2 separate regions of the Sus scrofa genome follow, and region 1 is linked to region 2. The links are chromatin contacts, called in public Hi-C maps. All regions are on one chromosome and are shown on one strand. Each heading gives the region's core, a stretch centred on a gene start, on an enhancer-like site or on the middle of the called end of the contact. The rest is flanking DNA. Distances are from core to core; before and after follow the strand shown.

The links. Hi-C and Micro-C count contacts between places; a contact is called where the count stands out from the background.
Region 1: a Hi-C map of mesenteric adipose tissue shows a contact between it and region 2, with 2.0 times the contacts expected there. The contact joins the promoter of RPL23 here to the promoter of FBXO47 in region 2. A contact is called at or near these places in 1 of 5 promoter capture datasets (liver), 11 of 47 Hi-C or Micro-C datasets (alveolar macrophages, liver, mesenteric adipose tissue and 4 more) and 2 of 2 datasets of contacts at active chromatin or transcription factors (alveolar macrophages and skeletal muscle).

What each region holds. Positions count from the first base shown.
Region 1 is chr12:23,278,226-23,281,370 of Sscrofa11.1, forward strand. RPL23 (ribosomal protein L23) reads left to right here and starts at 1,740. Exons shown (of 5, transcript NM_001129955.1): 1 at 1,740-1,778; 2 at 2,355-2,438; 3 at 2,737-2,865. The coding sequence starts at 1,766.
Region 2 is chr12:23,180,220-23,183,606 of Sscrofa11.1, forward strand. It overlaps FBXO47 (F-box only protein 47), which reads left to right and starts at 1,519. Exons shown (of 11, transcript XM_021067059.1): 1 at 1,519-1,701.

The DNA.
Region 1 (3,145 bases), core at 490-2,989, 98 kb after region 2:
AGCAAACCTGTATCCTCTTAGATGCTAGTCAGATTCATTTCCACTAGACGGAAATTCCTCATTTTTTATTCTTCTCGTTCTTTAACACCCCCACACTTTGTTGGCTTTACCTCTGAAACACATCTGGAATCTGATCACATCATATTACTTATACTGCTAGCACGTTAAGTCCAAACCACCACCGTTTTTCTCTCCTGGGTTATTGCAAGAGCCTCCCAATAGACCTCCTTACTTGTATCTTTGTGCTCTCTCTAGTCTCAAGTAGAGTGATCCTTCTGACATATTTTCAGATCATGTCCCTTCAATGCTTATGAGTTAACCGTTTCCCATTTCAGTCTGTACATATCAAAGTCAATAGCGGTGTACAATGACCTAAAGTTCCATTACTTCTGACCTTCTGTCCTACTACTTTTCCCTTCATTTACTCTGTCCAGTCACTCCTAGGTTCCTTGCTGGTCCTCATATCGCTCAGGCACATTTCTGCCTTAGGGCCTTTCATTGGCTGATGACTCTATCTGGATTGCTCTTCTCTAGACAATCATATTGTCCCTCAGCTTAAAACCTTTGCACTAAGGTCACACTTCTTCCATGAAGCCCCCACTGATTTTGAATTGCAGTCTGCCCCTCCTCCCACTCCCAGATCCCCCTTTTCTACTTTTATTTTCATAATACTTAAACCATCTAACATACTATATAGTGCAATTATTACATCTATGATTTAGTATCTAATATCCACTTTCACTGCCACCCTGGCAGAATGTAAGCTTCCTAAGGTCAAGAATATTGATCTGGGAGTTCCCATTTTGGCGCAGTGGTTGGTGAATCGGACTAGGAACCATGAGGTTTCGGGCCTTGCTCAGTGGGTTGAAGATCCGGCATTGCCGTGAGTTGTGGTGTGGGTTGCAGACGCGGCTCAGATCCCGCGTTGCTGTAGCTCTGGCGTAGGCCAGCGGCAACATCTTTGATTGGACCCCTGGCCTGGGAGCCTCCATGTGCCATGGGAGCAGCCCTGGAAAAGGCAAAAAGAAAAAAAAAAAAAAAAAAATATATATATATATATATATAGAGAGAGAGAGAGAGAGAGAGAGAGAGAGATCTGTTTCCTTTGACGTAGTCTAGTGTATGTCCAAGACAGTATCTGGCATAAAATAGTCATTCAATAAATATTTGAATGACTATATCAACAGAGCTCCTTTGAAGAATGGGAAAGACAAACAATGAAAAGAGTAATGAGTAAAACAAGACTCTAAAATATAGATGAATGTGGGACCAAGCACACATATAAGGAATTATCTGTAGCGCTGGAATGGCACTTCTCAGTTATATCACATCCTAATGAAACTATTTCGAGCTCTTTCTCACTCCGCCCCCCCCGCCACATGTTTTTTGGGGGCCCTTATACAGCACGGATGTTTTAATCATTTCTGAACCTCTAGCGTCCATCGAAATCCCTGGTACACACTTAGTGCTCAGAAGAGGTTGTCCGATAAATTAAACCAATGTTTCTGTGTCCCCAACAACTACTTTCCAACTCGTACAGTAGGTACTCAAGCACTCTTTCTCTTCTGTAGCCTTCAAAGATTCCACTGCCCACTTCGAAGCGAGAGACGGCAACGTCCACGATTTATGACGTAATAAGAGAACGCCCCGGGGAAGGGGCGGACACGGCAACTCTGGATCACGTGACCTGAATGGGCGGGGCGTCGGCTTCATATCCCAAGGTCCTTTGTTCTTACTTCCTTTTCGTCCTTGTCGGGCCATCAAGATGTCGAAGCGAGGTGAGGCTTTGGCTTGGGGAGATCCTTCGCCATCTGTCGCGAAGTGGCTGCTGGCCTCACCCGGAGCTGCGGCGACGGGCAGCTGGGGCACTCTGCTTTCCTTTGGGGCGGAGAGGGAGTGGATGGGCACCAGGACAGTCCCCGAAATGGCGGAGGGGCCTGGAGGATTGAGTTGGCAGGATCCAGTCGTGATTCTAGTCGTGAATCCCCCGGGAGGTTGCCCTGCGCCTAGCACTGCAGTAATGGTGTTGGAGTCAGGCTAGCTTAAGCCGCAGAGCGGGCGACTTGTGTGCGGTCTCCCGCCTTGGAGGAAGAACTGCGTGGTACAAAAGTTGGATCGGGAATTGTGTCGTCCAGGCCCCCTAATCTCAATGTGAGGTTGTAGGAGGGAGGAATTGGATATTTGCCCTGAGAACTGAGTGGCATTGGAGAGGGGGTAAGTGGAATCCTAGAGAAATCGAATCTATAGTGTACCGTTTCCCAAAACACATGCGAATGAATTCATAGCTTGAGAATGCGAAGGGAACTCCGAACCATGACTGGACAGTGATCTCTCTTCTGTCGCCCTACTAACAGGACGTGGTGGGTCCTCTGGTGCTAAGTTCCGGATTTCCTTGGGTCTTCCGGTTGGAGCAGTGATCAACTGTGCTGATAACACGGGTGAGATCTTAAGCTGCAACCCTGCCAAATTCCCCTTTCTAAAAGCACTCAGAGGGCCTTTTGCTCGTGACCTTCTGAGCCGCCAAGAAAGGGCACAGTAAAAACACCACTTTTGGGTGAAGCGGCAGCAAGTTGTGCTGTTTTGCTTCAATCGGTGGTGTGACAAACTATTTCACCTGGTGGGGGAGTGGAACCGCTTGGGGGTGTGAGTGGAGAGAGAGGCCTTGGAAGTGTCGGAAATGCAGGACTGCCTAATCGGCCCTTCAAAAAGACCATTTTTGTTTACATCCTTTCGTAGGAGCCAAAAACCTCTATATCATTTCTGTGAAGGGGATCAAGGGACGATTGAATAGACTTCCTGCTGCTGGTGTGGGTGACATGGTGATGGCCACAGTCAAGAAAGGGAAACCAGAGCTCAGAAAGAAGGGTGAGTAGACAGACCAAATCTTCCTTATGGTTTCTGGACCGTTGAACCACTTCTCCCTTTATTGGAGAATGAAGCAATAGTTTGGTGTGTGTTTTGTTTTGTTTTGTTTTTTAACCTCTCAGGGCCTCTTAATGCTTGATTTCCTTTGAAAGACATTGTAAGATAAATACCTGCAATTTAAATTCTGTTCCTGCTGTCTTTAGACATCATTCTCTAATCTTAGCTTCCTCCCTTACTGCTTAAATTTGTTTGCTACACTGAAGCCAAAGCCTATCTTTAA
Region 2 (3,387 bases), core at 269-2,768:
AGGAATGCAGACTCTGCACACACTCTGATTCTTATCAACAACCCCGCTCTTGAACCATTGCTATAAAACTTTTCACCAAATCCTCCAGAGCAGGATAAACAGTTTTTGGAGGCATTAGCCCACTGCGTGCCCCCTTGGCCTGGCAAATCGATAAAGCTATCCTTTTCTCCTTCACCCAAAACCCTGTATTCCAGATTGAATTGGTGAAGGTCCACAAAAGGCACTTAAAATCTGCAAAATTAAACTTTTTTGTTTGTTTATTTAGGGACACACCTGCAACACATGGAAGTTCCCAGGCTAGGGGTGGAATAGGAATAGCAGCTGCCTGCCTGTGCCATGGTCACAGCAATGCCAGACTCCAGCCATGTCTGTGACCTACACAGCAATGCTGGATCCTTAACCCACTAAGCATCCCAGGGATCAAACCTGCATCCTTATGGGTAATAGTTGGGTTCTTAACCCACTGAGCCACATTGGGAACTCCCTGTTTATTCTATCTTAAGACTAATAAGACTTATAAGAGTAATAAGCTTAGACTTAGACTAATAAGCTCCATGAAGCCAGGAAACATATATCTTGTTCTCAGTTGTATGTTTAGGGCCTTCCCCGTGACTAGCCCAGAGCAACTTTCAGTAACCAGCTACTGAATGAATAAATGAAGAAGGACTTAATCTTCAAGGGAGGGCCAAGCTAGGAAGATTTGCTTTGGACTCCATCTTTTTTGCTTTTTAGGATGGCACCACCATCAGCATATAGAAGTTCCCAAGGTAGGGGCCAAACCAGAGCTACAGCTGCAGGCCTACGTCACAGCAGTGTGGGATCCAAGCCGCATCTGCAACCCACACCAGGGCTTTCACAGCAACTCCAGATCCCTAACCCACTGAGCGAGACCAGGGATGGAACCAGCATCCTCATGGCTCCAGCGTCCTCATGGATCCTAGGGGGATTCTTTTCCGCTGCACCACAACAGGAACTTCCTTGGACTCCATCTTGACATGCCGGAGGCATCTTTGCTTCTAGGTACCAAAATAGGTTAAAAAAAGGAATGTTTGCAGGTTCTTCCCAACAGAAGTTTTCATTGAGTCCTCTTGTACCTTACCTTGTAGGGATGGGAGGAGTTAAAAAACTAAGATAAAGGGAAAGGAAGTGGCTTGGAGCAGATGTGTGGTGCGCCAGGTTGGGACGCTTCGTTTCGCACCGTCCCCTCCACGTCCGTAACTGCCCCACCCCTTCCGGTCATCGGTTTGAAGTAAAGGTGGTTTTGGCCTAAGTTCGGCCTCCAAAGACTACATCCTCGTTAATTATTCATAGCGTGGAAGGGGTCTGTGAGTGCCAGGACTTTTACTATTCATGAGGGGGCGGAGTCTCCTTCCCGAGCTCCTGGGGAGGGCTCTGAAATATTCAAGAGGAAGGAGGGCACTCTGGGAGCCGGCGTTCTTCCTATTCATGAGGGGGCGGGGCCTCCTTCCCGCTGGGGCTCCTGGGAGGATTCTAAAATATTCTCGAGGCCAAGGGGGCGCCTGGGAGGCAGGAACGCAGCTCCGGAACCGACCTGAGGCGGACCCTCCCTCTTCCTGGCGGCAAAATCTTTTTTTGAGGAAAAATTTTCTAAAACATTAAGAAGTTTTGAGGATGGAGGGGCAAAACGACTAAGTCGCATTTTCCTGTGATCCTTTAGCCGGGAAATTGTCCAAATCTGTGGTAAAAAGAGATTTATTTTCCCCCAATAGTTTCTGGAGACAGCTTCACCTTTTCGTGGACTGAAGGAGGTCAAAAATGCACCGCAGTGTGGTTTGAGTAGTATATCGGCCAGTTTCTCTTTTATGCCCCCGACCCCCTACCCCCAGTTTACCTCTCTGGAGATCTTTGGGCGAATTCTCGGGCAGATGGAGGTGGATCTCTTAAAAGATTGTCTTAGGTTAAAATAAAATAGAAATCCTAGTGAATTGCTGTTGGACGGTTTTCTCTGAAAACGGGGAAAGAAGTTCATCCAAGAGAGCCTTCAAAGCCTTTCACACGTGGGCAAAATGAGCGGGATGGAACAGGGCATTGAAACATCATCTTACTAGGATTATTTTGGTCCGTTAGTCTCATTCTCTAGAGGACTGAGAGGCAACCAGAAGTAATTTGGAATTACATCTTTAGGATTTTCAGAAAAGCCTGCTATCTCCCCCAAACCGTTTAGGTCTAAGTGAGGAAAATAAGAAATTGTAAGAGGAGACTAAAGCTTTTAAAGAATTTGGGTCATTGTGTTTTAATCCTCTCAGAGGTTTAAAAATATAGGCAGAGTGTGCTTAACACACTGGAGTCCGCGGGTATTAGGTTATCAGTGAGGGTCTGAAGATCCCACAAGCTCCACCCATTCCCAGCTTAGCAGGTCCTCAGAGAAAAAGAATAAATCCTAGGCCAGATGTATATTTTACTATAATGAAAATGATTTAAAATACCTACTGTGAAAAGTTGAAAACAATGTTATGGATTAAATTATTCTTCCATTTGGTCGAATCCCATGCAGTCTTTAAAATATATATATACTTGTAGAAGTGTATCTATTGGTATGGAAGGAAATTCCAGGTTTAATTACAATTACAATTGAAATGCAGATTATAAAAAAGGATGATAGTCCCTCTTTTTTTGTGAAAAAAATTATATATATATGTGTGTGTGTGTGTGTGTAAAATTCTGGAATGATATAAACCAAAGTGCTTAATGTTAAGTGTCAAAAACCAAATGAATTTAATTTTCTTCTTTTTATTTTGCTGTATTTTGTAAAATTTTTGACAATGCACATGCTACTTGTATCATTTTAATGATTATTTAGAAATATCTACTAATTTAAATGCTCATTGAATGATGCTGAAGCAAAGCACTATATAAGGTATGGGTTTTTTTAAAGAAGGCTCACAGTATGCGTTTTACTAAGCACTAAATTTCTTGGCCACATTTTCAAATCTATAACGGATTTTAAATTGATAAAAATTGGTATGTAACTTTAAAAAATTTTTACTTTGTATTTATTTATTGTCTTTTTAGGGCCACACCCTCAGCATGTGGAGGTTCCAAGGTTAGGGGTCGAATCAGAGCTGTAGCTGCTGGCCTACACCACAGCTCACCACAAGGATGGATCCTTAACCCAATGAGCAAGGCCAGGGATGGAACCCATGTCCTCATGGAGGCTAGTGGGTGTCATTAACCACTGAACCACAAAGGGAACTCTGATATGTAACTTTTTAGGTGAATAAGTAACAATGTGATCTTTAGCAATTTTGTGACAAAAGGAGAAAATGTATTTTAATCAGATAGGTTTGTAACTCTTTGGTGAAATGACTTGGTTGTTTCTTTAGAAACAAGGAAGCTTAGATTGGAGTTGTAGTTATGCATATGTAC